Regions from separate parts of the Macaca mulatta genome. Here region 2 is linked to region 1. The links are chromatin contacts, called in public Hi-C maps. All regions are on one chromosome and are shown on one strand. Each heading gives the region's core, a stretch centred on a gene start, on an enhancer-like site or on the middle of the called end of the contact. The rest is flanking DNA. Distances are from core to core; before and after follow the strand shown.

Region 1 (4,185 bases), core at 951-3,450:
CTTGGAGCCACACAAGGCTACCTGACTGTACTTGTTAGGAAAACCAGACTTGGAAAAAACGGGAGGGCGATGGCCTGATAATACAGTAGATTGCATTTTATGTTTTGAGCCTGGCTTGCAGCCAACATCCAAAAGTGTTTCCTAGGCAAGGTGCCTAACTGTGTTTTTCTGGATATTCTTCTAACTCATCGTGAGTCTTCAATAAATATTAAATCAACATGAGGTAGGTCCTGAGAAGGTCCTTTTACTGTCCCTTGTTTCAAGAAAAGCAAACAGCCGATGGGTAAAAAGCAGCAGGTAGGAAGAGGGGATTTTATTTCAGTCAGTTGCCCTCATCCAGGTTTTGGGCTTAGAGCTGCTCCTCCACACTCATATAGTCCTGGCTGGCTTTTCCACGCATAGGTTAGGAAGCAACTGCTCTCAGGAGGGGGAAGGGGGAAAGAGGGGGAGGGAAAGAGGTCAGGGGAAGCCTCTCTTCCCCCCACTGGCCTACCATTGAAGGCCTGTCAGGAGAAAGGGGAGAAGTGGGGGAGGGAGAGGGCGTGGCAGGGGTGGTCTGTGTGGCAAGAGGTAGAGAGAAAATACTGGATCAGAGCAGGAGGGGGAGGAGCAGGGAAAAGAAGCCCCTGTCCTAGGCACCGAAGTGTGGAGTGGGGCTGTGGCTAGAAAGGGGAGAGAAGATGCCTTTCTGGTCTTGCATGAGTCGTGGCAGAAAGGAGGAATCGCGAAGAGGAGCCGGCCATACCCAGCACACACCCCAAAGCCAAGCTGCTCATTACTAGAAAGGCTTATTCGCTGCACAAGTAGTTAGGGCGGGCCGGCTAAGTGCCTACTATGTGTCCAGTATAGAAAGAAGTGCCCTGGAGAACCAGGTCGCGGGAGGCGGAGCCAGTCAACAGGCCTTCACCGAGGGGGCGAATTCTGTACACGGTTGTGAAGGAGGGTGGCTGTGCACGCGTGCAGGATCCGAGTGCAGAAGACGAGGCAGGCCAGGGAGGAGGAGGAAGAAGGCGGAGACTGAGCCGGAGGAGGGAGGAGGAGGGAGAGCCGAAGCCGCGGAGGGTGGGAGGTGTGAATGGTGGACGGGTGAGGGGAGTGCCAGAGGCAGAAAAGGGAAGGAGGCGAGGAGGAGTAGTCGTGGCCCGAGGGCGTGTGGTGGGGCGAGAGCTGAACTGGACGGGAGGAGGGAGGCAGTGGCGGTGGCAGCGGCGAGGGGGAGGAGAGAGGGAGGGGAAGAAGGAGGAAGCGAGCGCGGCTGCTGCAGGGGGAGGAAGACGGGGAGGAGGAGCCGTGCGCCGCGGCGGCGGCCGCCAGGGGAACTGAGCGCCCGGCGCGGGGAGCGCGGGAGCGGAGCAGTAGCCCGAGCCGGGGCCGCGGGCCGAGCTGCCGGTGAGTGAAGCCCCGAGGGGCGCGGCGGCTGATCCCCAGGGCCGGGCGGGAGGCGCGGGAGGTTGCGGCGCCGGGGCGGAGGGAGGGGGCCGGCTTTAGTCCAACCTCCGGCTGGCCCGGCCTCCCGCCCTCCCTCCGGCTTCCTCCCGCCGCTGCCTGCGCGAGGGGGGCAGGTCCCGGGCGGGCCGCGGGCTGGGGGTGGTGCTGCCTGGAGGGCGGGCGTCTGGGGCCGGAGGGTGGAGCTGGGGGTTTGGGGGTGTACCCGGGGGCGGGAGGCTGGACCAGGACCGCTCTAAATTGGCTGGAGGGGCCCGTCGGCGGCGAAGTTGCTAGCTGGGGGCAGAGACGGCCACGCGGTTGCAGGAGTAAGAGATCCCTCTGTGGCGAGTGCGTGAGACGAGGAGTCCGGCGTCCCTGCCATCCCCGTCGCCCTCCCCGCCTGCCTGGCCCCGCTAGCTCCTCTCCTGGCCTCCGCGTGTCCCCTAGCTCTGACCCCTTTTGGCTCCCGGTTCGCTGCCGCAGCACTGCCGGGTCTCCTTGGCCCCCGCCCTGACCCTCTCGGCCTCCGGCTTCCCCTGACCCCTGCTTCGCCACTGCCCCGTTCCCCTTTTCTTCCCTCGCTAGTTACCCCTCCCGCTTCCTAATTCCCGATGCAATTGCCTCTTTGAGACCTTTTTTTTTTTTTTTTTCCTCTCCTTCCTTTTAGATTGGCCAACGGCTCCTTTCAACCCTGCCTCGTTGGTGGCCACTGGAGAAGCGCGGGGGGCTCCCCCAGACAGCCGTGGGGACAAGTTAGAGCCAGCACTTTACCCCGGGCCTTGCGTGTAGCTTCCCCTCCCCTACTCTCGGTGCCCTGGTGTCTGGAGGGGGGTCGTGGGGTGTGCCCGCCTTACATGGTCCACCACCCGGGCAACCCTCTGGGCTTGTGTTCCATCTCACTCTTGCCTCCTGCACTGTGGTCAAGGGGAACCACTTTGCATCATGTCCCGGTATAGCTACCAGAGCCTCCTGGACTGGCTCTATGGGGGCGTGGACCCCAGTTTTGCAGGCAATGGGGGCCCCGACTGTGCTGCCTTCCTCTCTTGGCAGCAGCGGCTGCTGGAAAGTGTGGTGGTCCTGACCCTGGCCCTGTTGGAGATCCTGGTGGCCCTGCGGCACATCCTGAGGCAGACGAAGGAGGACGGTAGGGGTAGCCCTGGCAGCCAGCCAGAGCAGGTGACCCAGCGGCCAGAGGAAGGCAAGGAGAGCCTGAGCAAGAATCTGCTCTTAGTAGCCCTGTGCCTGACCTTCGGGGTGGAGGTGGGCTTTAAGTTCGCCACCAAGACCGTCATCTACCTGCTCAACCCCTGTCACCTGGTCACCATGATGCATGTGAGTCTGTTGACTTTTTCCTAGGCAGCCTAAGTGATAAGAGTCATTTGTGTGCTCAGGACACTCCATAGTGTACAGCATCTCATCCCGGCGGGGAGTGGGACCCTTAAAAATGATTTTCCAGCGAGTGGCTGCCTTTGTGCCGATTTCAGGTTTGGCTTTCTTTCACCTTTGCACAATGCGTCAGCCCCACAGTGGAGGTGAGGAACCTTGTGCCTTAACCCTAGGAACGACTGGCACTCACACTGGCTGCCCCTCCCCTCCCCTCCCAGCCCAGCCCAGCCCTGCCCTGCCCTGCCCTGGCCTTTCACAAGCAGGAAGTCCAGCCCCAGCCAGGTGTCCTTTCTGAATCACATCAGTGGACCATGACCCAGCTCCCTTGCCTTCTGTGGTAGTTAATTTCCCCGGGGCCTGGTGACACTCTTTCCTGGAGGTGGTCACATAAACTTTCTCATCTACACTGTGGTACTTTGGGGAAATACTTTTACAGGTTTCTCTTAATGACTCTTTCATTTGGGAGTGTATGCTCTTAGAGTGAGGTCTGCCTTTTCATTTTGAGGCATTGGAGCAGCACCAAGCTCCTACTAAGTGAGTTCTGAAGCAGGTTCCCAGGCTGACTTGTGAACTTTGGGCTGGTGATCGTTACGGTGAGAGGGTATTTCTTTTTTTGCAAACCTCTCCATCTTATCACTGTCATTCTGTCTCCTGTGGTCATAGTCCAAGGGTGCTTAGGAAGCTGATTTCTTTACCTCCTCGACTTCCACCCATTAGCAGTGCTAAGGAAAACAAATGGGATTGAAAAGGCAAGTTGCCAGATTCATAAAAATAATCTGGGTGAGGACCAAGAGTGAGACTGTCTGTACTCAGCCTGTGTGGAGAGATGTTCTAAAGCTATAAAATCATAGAGGAGGATGAAGAGGAGACTGGGAGAGCAATCAGTCTTTTTTAGATTTCAGACTGTGGAAAACCCAGTGTGTTTTATTCAGGGGCAGTTTTGAAACCTGTCATTAGCATCTTTACTGTCTTTATGGTTGTAGAAGGTTATTCTTTGGAGACTTGTGACAGCCTAGCTTGGGGCAGGAGGTTGAGATTATTATCTCCATTTTACAGGCCTGGCGGGGTTTATGAATGACAGGTCATTTGCTTGCAGCCAAAAGGTGAATTAGTGCTTGGGTTGGAAAGCAGATTCATCCACCTTGAGGTTGTAAGCTGTCACCCCCAAAGTGAGGGTGGCAGTGGGTGGTGGGGCAGTCCTGTGGGCAGTGTCAGGCAGATGAGCACCACGCTGTCTACTCATGGCTTGGATACTTGCACTGTGTTCCTAGGAACTCATTTGATTGCAGGCTCCTGGATGTGGTGAATGACCCCGGCCTCTTCCCTTCTTGCAGATATGGTAAGAAGGTGTGGATAGCTTTGGAATAAAGC
Region 2 (4,185 bases), core at 444-2,943, 150 kb after region 1:
TTCTAAAAAGGATGTTGACTTGTGAGAAGGTAGTTAATGGCCTGTGTTGCTTAAAGCATTTTTTATTGCTTTTGACTTTAAATTGCATTGATGCAGGACTTTTTGTCTATAACCTCAGGATTCCTCCAGTTGAAAAAGAACCAGGCTATGTACATTAGAGTGGAGTTCTAGGTATGAGTTCTCTAGTGTGTAGAAATGAATTAACCAAGTGGAACTCTTTCTAGGGAAGTATGGCATTTCACAGATATAAAATGGGGAAAAGAGGGTCAGGGGAGGCTCCCTGAGAAAGTTCCTGGAACTCAGCCCAGACTCGGTGTTCAGTAAAGAACTGTCTTAGCTGGGCATGATGGTGCATGCCTATAGTCCCAGCTACTTGGGAGGTTAAGGGAGGAGGGTTGCTTGTGCCCAGGAGCTCAGGGCTGTAGTGTGCCATGATTGTGCATGAGAATGGCCACTGTACTCCAGCCTGGGTGACATAGGGAGACCACATTTCTTTAAAAGCAAAAACAAAAACTTTTTTCTCCTTTGTTGAATGCCCTTTCCCCCCATCCCTGTGCCTATTGCTGTTTCTTTGGATGTTATTTAATTTCTCTGTGACTTAGTTTCCTGTCTGTCAAATGCACATGATCATAGTCCCTACTTCATAGGAAAGTTGTAATAATTAAATGAGATAATACATGTGTATTAGTCTGTTTTCATGCTGCTGATAAAGACATACACAAGACTGGGTAACTTATAAAGAAAAAGAGGTTTAATGGACTCACAGTTCCATGTGGCTGGGGAGGCCTCACAATCATGGCAGAAGGTGAAAAGCACGTTTTACATGGTGGCAGGCAAGAGAGAATGAGAGCCAAGTGAAAGGGGAAACCCCTTATAAAACCATCATATCTCATGAGACCTATTCACTACCACCAGAACAGTATGGAGGAAAATGTCCCCATGATTCAATTATCTCCCACTGGGTCCCTCCCACAGCATGTGGGAATTATGGGAGCTACAATTCAACATAAGATTTGGGTGGGGACATAGCCAAACCATATCAACATGTAAAAGTATTTAACACAGAACATGGTGCATAATATAAGTACTTCAATATGATTTGCTATTAAATGACAAGTGGTTAAGTTCTTGGTTCCCATTCAGCTCTCTTATTCTTGCCATTATGTTTCTTCTTACTTCACCCCCTTTCTCTTACATCTTCTTCTTCCCTTTCTCTCCTTCTTTTTCCACACTTCCTCCTTCACCTATTTCCTCTTTCTCTCCCCTGGCTTTGGGTGCAGTGGCATATGCACCTAGTTCAGTACTCTTTGTGGCCCCCTGAAGTAGAGAAGTCTTGGAGTAGGGGTGAGGCAGCCACCAGAGGAAGGAAACTGCTGGTGGGGACAGTCTCTTGGCCACTCCATCTGAAGTCTGTAGCCACAGTGGCTGCAGAGATGAAGTGGGCCAGTGACAAGAGGCTCAGGAGCTGGGAGGCCTATGTTGCAGGGCAAGTTTGGCTACTGTATGATGTGTGGCTGGGACACCAGACAGTAGGCAGAGCATGCTATGAAGATGAGGATCATTTGAACAGGAGAGGACTGGGCTAAATCACCGTGTGGAGGGACAAGTGAGGACATGTGCATGTCCTGCCTCGGTCCTGTTGCTGATACCACTATGACTACTCCCATTCATAAGGGTGGCTCCTCCCCACGGAGCAACTCCTATGAGTCAGACTTCTGTGGGAGGGAGCGAGTGAGCAGGGGACAGCTGAGTGTGCTGGCTAAGACTATAAATTCTAGAGCCAAACTGCTTGGATTTGAATCTTGGCTCTGTCACTGAATGAGAATGTATCCTTGAGTGAGTTATCTAACTTTTCTGTGCCCCAGTGTCCCATCTCTAAAACGGATATAATTGGAACAATACAGTTCTTATGAAGATTTGTTTAAATTAACTGTTTACAAAGTGATTTTCATAGTTCATGGCATAAAAGAAGTACCATGCTAGTTTTTGTTATATTTAAAAAAATTTTTAAATCATACAACAATCTTAGAAGACTGACTTTCATTTTACTGATGCCAAAATGGAGATGGAGAGTTTAAGGGCCTTGGCCAAGGCCACAGGGCTACCGAGCAGCAGAGTCAAATCTAGAACACAGCTTTGACAGACTCCAAAGTCCTAGCTTGTAACTGCAATGCTTAACTGCCTCCCTGGACATTCAGGTGGAGACTTTGCTTTCTAGGAGCTGGGAGGCAGGGTGAGGCAGGTGGGCAATGTGAGTCAAGGTGGGTGGTCAGCAATTGGAGTCTGAGAGGTTGGCAGAAGTACTGCTTGAGGACACACCTGGGACTAGTAGCTGCATGCCCTTGGCCCAGCTCCTTGCTATGGGAGAGAGCAGCCTGGCTTCCCAGGCCTGTTTCAGGGAGAGGTCAAGTCCCTTAGGTGCATGAAGGTGCTCATTTCAGCCAGAGAGCTGAGCCTTCTTGGGACTTTTTCCTTCCTTCCCTATTTTCCAGGCGACCTCAGGGAAGTTAATAACCCTTTTGCACCTCAGTTTCCTCATCTGTCAATTAAGGGTAATACTTGACCTGGCTGCTTCCTGGGGATTTTGAGACATTGAGTAGATTGTGGATGTGAAATCATTTGAAAAGCATAAAGCAGTACCTAATTTTCAGATACTAGAGTGATCTCAGACCACATTACTGTGAGGTCCAGTGTAGGCCTCTCAGACCTCCATAGCTACCTTGTGCTGATAATGCCCAGTATCCAATCTCGTGACCTTTTCCACTGGGGTCTACAGTGGTACTTGGAATCTTACCTCCTTTTCTCAGTTTTTACATTTCCCTTGGTGAGTGTAAAGTAATAGTTGAGCAGCAGGTGGGTTCCTGGGAAATTATTTTCCGTGTGGATTTTTATTTTAAAGAGCCAGAGCCAACGTCTGTGTCCAGGCTCCACAGTTGTCCCAGCTCCCATTCTGGGAGCTCTGCCATCTTTTTGGTTTCAGCCCTTGGCATAAGACAGACCTGGGCTCCTGTGCCTGGGTAGCCTGTAACTGCCTCCTCTCATTAGCACACAGTCTTGGTTATGTGCTTGCCCTGTGGGGAAAGGGAGGCATCTGATCCTTTCCCCTGGGTGCCTTTGTCTATCCTGGCATCCTTTGGTGTGTGTGTGTATGTGTGTGTGTGTACGCGTGTGTACGTGTATGTGTGTATGGTAGGGATTATGTAAGCCCAAGAGGCTAGGCCTCTTGTCAGCTGCCAAAGTTCTTTTTTCCCCAGAACTGAGTTAGCCACCCAACTGTTTCCATTCTCTGCCCGCTGCGAAGCTCTACAGCAGGGCCCCTATGGCAGGTCAAAACATGCTCTGCTTTGATAATACAGAGATTCCATTTTGAGAGAGATGGGAAACAGGAGCGAGTGAGTGGGTGTGTTGGATGTAGGGAGAGTGAGGACATTCTTTTTGGTAAGCTGTGCCAAAATTGGCCCAGCAGCTTGGTCTAAACTCAAAAGTAGGGCTAATGCTGGGCTGACACCCAAATATCCAATGGGGAAACTTTATTCTTGGATCTAGACCCTACAAGACCTAGCAATCTTTTTTTTTTTTCCCCATCTGGAATATGGGGATAATTCTACTCCATATGTTCTTCATGTCAAATGAGAAATAAACTTGTAAATAATCTACCATCTAGTCACCAGGAGCAGGAAGTGACATAAGGTTGTGATTCTTAAAGTACATTTTGCAGAATACAAACTGTTACTAAAAAAAGAGTCACTTGCTAAAAAAGTTTGGGAAACACTGGATAAACAATGGCAAGTAGGTTTCTTGTCTATAGGGACCACTCAGGTCCTTCATATTCCAATAATACGCATGGGAAACCACCAAGGGGATATATCGTATGCCACATTTCCTAAATTTTTAACCAGACTTTCTAGTGGAGCATTTACAAGTCCCTTCTCTACGAAAGACATCTAGGAAGATCCTGATCTAGATCAGAAGAATATTCATTTTGTTCTTTTTTTTTTTTTTTTTCCTGCAATTGTATAAAGAAGTGAATTGGTGAAATGCATGGGATTGCTAAAATATGGGTCCTAAACAGCAAGGGAGGTCAACTTTGGACTCTATTGAAATGAATGCTTCCTGCTCTGAAATACTTCTCTCCCTCCTATCCTCACAGCTCCCCTTTGAATTGGAGATTTACTACATTCAGCA

What was found. A called contact is a pair of places that touch in the nucleus more often than the background predicts.
Region 2: a Hi-C map of cortical neurons shows a contact between it and region 1, with 5 times the contacts expected there. The contact joins the enhancer-like site here to the promoter of TMEM164 in region 1. A contact is called at or near these places in 2 of 14 Hi-C or Micro-C datasets (cortical neurons and liver).

What each region holds. Positions count from the first base shown.
Region 1 is chrX:116,774,925-116,779,109 of T2T-MMU8v2.0, forward strand. It overlaps TMEM164 (transmembrane protein 164), which reads left to right and starts at 2,201. Exons shown (of 6, transcript NM_001261008.1): 1 at 2,201-2,760. The coding sequence starts at 2,371.
Region 2 is chrX:116,921,123-116,925,307 of T2T-MMU8v2.0, forward strand. TMEM164 (transmembrane protein 164) reads left to right here. Exons shown (of 6, transcript NM_001261008.1): 4 at 4,151-4,185. Among named protein-coding and RNA genes, the nearest start is that of MIR652, 95 kb to the left of the region's middle. Within about 2 kb of position 1,694, at least 13 of the 40 cell types and tissues checked have an H3K27ac peak or open chromatin away from gene starts, as enhancers often do. A contact at or near this core is called in cortical neurons, where this site is marked.